2 separate regions of the Mustela erminea genome follow, and region 2 is linked to region 1. Evidence: chromatin contacts called from public Hi-C data. All regions are on one chromosome and are shown on one strand. Each heading gives the region's core, a stretch centred on a gene start, on an enhancer-like site or on the middle of the called end of the contact. The rest is flanking DNA. Distances are from core to core; before and after follow the strand shown. Region 1 overlaps KIF9 (kinesin-like protein KIF9). Region 2 overlaps KLHL18 (kelch-like protein 18).

The links. A called contact is a pair of places that touch in the nucleus more often than the background predicts.
Region 2: a Hi-C map of fibroblasts shows a contact between it and region 1, with 2.7 times the contacts expected there. The contact joins two enhancer-like sites. A contact is called at or near these places in 2 of 3 Hi-C or Micro-C datasets (fibroblasts and spleen).

Annotation. Positions count from the first base shown.
Region 1 is chr1:17,426,278-17,429,062 of mMusErm1.Pri, forward strand. KIF9 (kinesin-like protein KIF9) reads right to left here. Exons shown (of 21, transcript XM_032318026.1): 8 at 2,708-2,785; 9 at 1,585-1,649. Among named protein-coding and RNA genes, the nearest start is that of KIF9, 21 kb to the right of the region's middle. Within about 2 kb of position 1,449, the one cell type or tissue checked has open chromatin away from gene starts, as enhancers often do. A contact at or near this core is called in fibroblasts, where this site is marked.
Region 2 is chr1:17,493,898-17,496,663 of mMusErm1.Pri, forward strand. All of the region lies in intron 7 of KLHL18 (kelch-like protein 18), which reads left to right. Among named protein-coding and RNA genes, the nearest start is that of PTPN23, 45 kb to the right of the region's middle. Within about 2 kb of position 1,329, the one cell type or tissue checked has open chromatin away from gene starts, as enhancers often do. A contact at or near this core is called in fibroblasts, where this site is marked.

The DNA.
Region 1 (2,785 bases), core at 199-2,698:
GGAAGGCTTAAAGCACTTGAAAAAGAGAATCATTCGCTTCCACACCCCAATATGCCTTTGTCCCAAACCCCCGAGGCCCTTCCAACAGCAGCTCCGGGCTCCATGAGCTGTGTCCTGGGTCACAAGGCTCTGGGGATGCCAGGTACCAGGTGAGCTGCTTCCTCTGCGGTGACGATCTCAGGGGTGGGGATAAGGAGAGAGGGGGGCCTGTCTCAGAGGGCATTTCCTCAGCAAGGCAGTCAGGAGGCCCGATTTTCATATGGCTCCTCTTGGGGTTCGCCCGTGCTTTGTCATGCTGAGACTGGGAGGTTCCTGAAGCCTTCCTCTGGGGATGCTGCCTGCACGTCAGCAGGAGCTCCCTCCTGGCCTCCCAAGTCCCAGGGCACCCTCTCTGGACGCAGGCTGGTCCCTAATGCAAGAAACTGGGAGGCCCTGCAGTGTGCCTGGAAAGGATCTATTTCGCGTAAGTGGATTCTCCAGATGACTGAAGCTTGCCCTAACCGTCCACCCTTGACAAAACAAAATGCCTACAGAGAGCTTCCCAAATCTGCCTGATTATGATAAGTGACCCTTCAGAGGAAGACCGCTGCCGGGGTGCCCAGCTGCATGAGCTTACCCGTGTCACTGCCTCAGCCATTATGGCCTCTATGACTGCCTCTGGTTCTCCTAAGCTTGTCTCCTCCCAGGTCACCTGGGTCCTGCAGCTGGGTTAATCTCCCTGAGCCACAACGTTGGCCACAGCCCTCCCCTACTCAAACACCATGACAGCCCAGCAACCGGCAGAACAGCGAAAGCATCAGCCTGGCCACCAGTGCCCGTGTAGCCTCTGCAGTTTTTTCTCCCCTTCTTCTTCCCAGGCCCTCCCCTGCAGTGGCCAGATGTTCCTGGCACGGCCCACACCTTCGGGCCCACAGTGTCCTCTGCCAGGAGCACCTCAGCTTTCTGTACGACACATCCTTTAACCGCAGCCGGCTCGGTGCCCACCTTCCTCACCCCAGTTTCAGGAAAAGTCCCGTTTCCTCTGAAGGGCTCCTTCATCTGGGCCTCTCACGTTACCGAGGGCCATGGCAAGGAACCTTGAGGCCTCAGGCCACAGGCACCTCACCTCTCCCAAGCTGCTCTTCCCAGCACATCCCTACCACGCTACACATAGCGCACATGCTTAATGCCTGTCAGTTCACACAGGCCTTATATCCACAGCCCAGAATCTGTGGTACTTCTAAGATTTTTAAGTGTGTAATTATGAAGAACAAGAAATCCGCTGTCCTAGATCCCAGTTCACAGGAGCAGCACCCCAGGGAGCACAGTCCTTTCCCCCTGCGAAACTCTCATCACAGAGGCCCCCACCCTGTGCCTGCTTCCTGCCTTGTCTCCTCAACACAGCCTCTGCCCCTTGGTACTTGGTATGTGGATCTTGCCTGGGCCTCCTGCAGCAATTTTGGCTGATTCATCCCCTGGATCCCTTCCCTTTTGACAATGTCTGTGGCTAAGTATGCCAGCTTAGCCAGCCCAGAGCCAGCCTTACCCAGCCCTGGAATCCGTGAGAAGGATTCCAAGTAGGCCGTGTGGGCTGTCTTTACATACCGTCTCTTCTAACTGGGCAGCTTCTCCATAGATGTTCGTCAGGAGGACCATATTGCAATTTCCCCCTGCAGAAAGCAGGACACAGAAGCGCCATGAACCATGTGGGTTTTCTGCCAAGAGATTGCTTTAAGGCTGATGGGGGTCTGTTATGGATTGAGTGTCTGTGTCCTGTCAAAATTCCTATGTTGAAGTCCTATCCCCCAATGTGATCGCATCCAGAGAGGGGGCTTGTGGGAAGTAATGAGGTTTAGATGAGGTCCTGAGGACAGAGCCCCCATAGTGGGATTAGTGGCCCTATAAGAAAGAGAGAGAGACCAGAACTCTTTCTAGTCCCTCTCTTGTTTCTTTCTTTCTCTTGGCCACGTGAAGGCACGGCAAGAAAGCAGCCGTCTACAAGCCAGAAACAGAGTCCTCACCAGGAACCATCCAGGCTGAACCTTGATCTGGGACTTGCAGCCTCCAGAGCCGTCAGAGATAAACGTCTGTTGTGTGGGCGCCCCCCAGTCTGTTTTAGCCGCCCGAGTTGACTCAGACAGGGTTACAGGGGACACATCCAAGCATGTTTGAGGCTGGAGGAGGGAGGGGAAGGGGAGAGGCCACAGGATGTACCTAAAAGAGGAGCAGGAGCAGGAGAGCAGAGGAGACTGGCATGGGGCTGCGGGCCAGGGTTTCGCTACTGGTGGCACTCCACCAATAATCAGACACCCATGACTGCGCCATCAGGCCCAACACGAAAGCCTGGAGACGTGAGGATGCAAAGACACAGCCCCTGCTCCTCTGTTAGAGAGGCCGTAGGGGAAGAGAAGGCAGCGTAGGGAGAGGCCCACCACGGTCTTGAGGGCCATGAAGGATTCTTCCAGGTTTAGAGATGAGGGGAAAGGAGACGGTATTCCCAGCAGAGGGAAAAGCTGCCACCAAGGTTCTGCGGGAATAGCATGGCACGCTGTGGGTGACAGACAAGGATACCACTCATGCTTCTGCCTCTTCCGCTGTGTCTGCGTCTGGGGTCACGGAGAAGAGGCCGCAGGGAAGCGCAGGCCAGCGGAAGGGAGCAATTCCGTGATCACCAGTGGCAGCGAGGCCCAGTCTGTCCCTCCTGCCGGGGTACCACCCGCACCCTCACCTAATGAGTCCTTCAGGGCGTGGGTGAGCTTGCTTTGGCGGAAGGGGATGTGGTCCCGCTTCTGGTCCCCGAGGGCAA
Region 2 (2,766 bases), core at 79-2,578, 68 kb after region 1:
ACACAGACATGTAGAAGTTGTATTGTTATTTAAGTGTCAGATAAGGACTGAAACATATGTTATGGTAGATTTCCAAAAGGGAAAGAAACTGGATGGAAACATCCGGAAGATTACAGGTGAAACTTGGAGAGTAAGGAGGGTTTAACTTTATTAGTGATGAAAAGACATGAGCGGCATTGTCCCTTATACTCTCGCCCCACCCCCACCCCTGGATCCCTGCCACACCCGTGCTTCTCCCACGCTATAGCAATGTGCTTCTCTCAGTCCCCTCCTCCCTCCGCCAGGTGTGAGCACATAGGTGGACCGGATTTATGTCTCTTAACACACTCCAGATACTTGTCTCCTCTGTCACTTGCCTGCTAGATTTCCTGAAGAGGAGTTGGAGGGCATTTGAATGGCACCTCCATTCAGCCTTCTGAGTGCTGAAGGGGCAGGCGGCCTCTTCCTTCCGTCAGGCATGTGGGGAGCATGTGCACAGCTGGGCTCTGGAGTAGGAGGGATCACTGGACAGGGTCTTCTGTTCTTCTGCCCTCCGTGGGGCCACCCCGGGTCAGCGGCTTCAAGCAGCGCTCAGCTCTCTCTTCCGGGGCTGACGGAGGAGACAGTCCGTACCCCAGTAACCAGAACAGTTCTGCATCTCTCTCATGAGTCAAGCTTCCGTGACAGATGCCCAACTTTAGGGGGAAAGTCACAGGAGTTGTTTTTGAAAGGGGCAGTTTGAAAACGACTGGGGCAGATGCTCTTTGAGGGCATTTCTGCTTTGTAAATTCTGTGGCCTAAGCATTTGCCTGATAGGCCCCTTTGTCTGACCCTGCTCTGGTTGTTGTGAGTGTAAGATCAAGCGACTGCCTGTGTGGTGAGGAAGAAGTGTCAGGCCAGGAGGCGCACATACCATGTTTTGCAATATTAGTGTGTGGCCTTGAGCAGGGAGGAGTCTGCCTTTGTACCGGTAAGACCAGATTCACAAAGGGTCACAGTAGGTTTGTTTGGGAAGAAAAATTTGTATACATGATCGGCTCCTCCCTGAGCTAACAGTCTCCCGGTTCCTTCCTCCCCATACCTCAGTGCTTCCCTTTTCTGTCCTTGGGCGTCTCACAGCCTTCTGTGGCCTCGGATGACTCATTGCTCCATTTCCCCAGCCATGAGTGCCTTTTTTGCTTTTACTGCAGCCCGTTCTTCTCTGGGTGTCTGCTCTGGGCAACTTCCTTGCTTTGATGTCACAGAGTTTGGAGTGTTGTCTGGGAGAAGAGTCCTCCGGGCATCCCCTTCCCTCACTGTGGTTAATGCCCTCTTATTAGCAAAGACCCGGCTCCGTTTCATCCCTTTGAAATTACAGGCTGCCAAAAACTGTTCTGAGTCACTTCTTGCCTACCGTCCCACACGGCTCTCTGTCCTGCTAGTGGTGACAAGCTCCTTCCTGCCATCATCCTTCCCCTCGCCTGCAGTGTTCCAGGCCATGCTTCCTCTGGTGGACCAAGCAGGCCTCCTCCGTCTTCACACTGGCTTTATCACCCGGTTGATAGTTAACCTCACTCGGTTCTATGACTCTTCTCCCTCATATGGTTGCTAAACTACTGTGTTGTTCCTTCTGTCCACTTCTGGAAGCACATGACAGTGTCTAGTGAATTTGTGGTCTTCCCACCATCCTTGCCTGAGGCAAAAGTCCTTTTCCTCTTCCGGGCCAGTTGAGGGGGTCTCTTACGGTGTCACTCGAAGGGACATTACGGGGATCAGCTTTGTTTCCTGTGAACATTTGAAAGGTGGCAGTTAAACCTGGCATATTTTATTTTCCTGTTTGTCAGCCACCCAGATTCATTTTGAATCTTCTCCAGCATCAGATTTGAAAATAGTGAATCGGGCAGCTTGGCACACATGTCTAATTTCTCTTGAGGCATTGTGTAGAACAGATTTTCTGATTATGCCAGACTGCTGGGTCTTTGATCTGGGAAGAGGGGGGCACGGTGGGCAGCGTGGGAGTGAGCTCATGTTCATCCGAGGCATGCCTGTCACTGGGCAGCCCAGAGAAGGAGCCAGCCTCCCCAGCCGTGGCTGCTCGTCTGTACCGTGAAGGTGGTGGCACTTCCTTGGCAGGTGTGGTTGGGGGGAGGGGATGGCGAATGTAGAGGACCTCCATCGGTGCACAAGGGGAGCATAGCGTCACCCACAGGGACAAAGTAGTGGCGGTCAGTGCCACATCTGCCATGAAAAGACATTTGTCAAACTTCGCAGTGAATTAAATAGGAAAATCAGGCTAATAAAGCAAACCCATATTGAAGGCCTGTCCCGTACAAAGCAGTACATGAAGCATGGTCAGAGTCACACAGAGGGAGACCCTGTCTTCCAGGAGGTCCCCACTTGTTAAAGAGGCGACAGGTGACTTCCCAGCACCCCCAGGCGCCAGAATGAGCCCCTGCGGACAGGAGCTTTGGCTCGCTCGGCACTGTGACTCTAGGGCCCAGGACAGCACGCCTCCTGAGTGCCTCATGGGACGCCAGGGGTGAATGAGTGACCACGACGATGACAAGGCCTGAGATAAAGAAGCTGCTCTGGCAGCCTGGGGTCAGGAGGGACTGACTGATAGTTGTTGAGGCAAGGATGGCTTTTTGAGCAGGAGAGAGAGGACCTTTTGTAATGAGACCTTGGGCACAGTGAAGTAGAAGATGAACGTTTCAGATACATCCAGGGTGGAGAGGGCTCCCGAGGGAACCCCAACAGGTGGCACTGCAGAGCAGCTGCTTTCCCCTGTGTTCTACACTTAGTCTCACA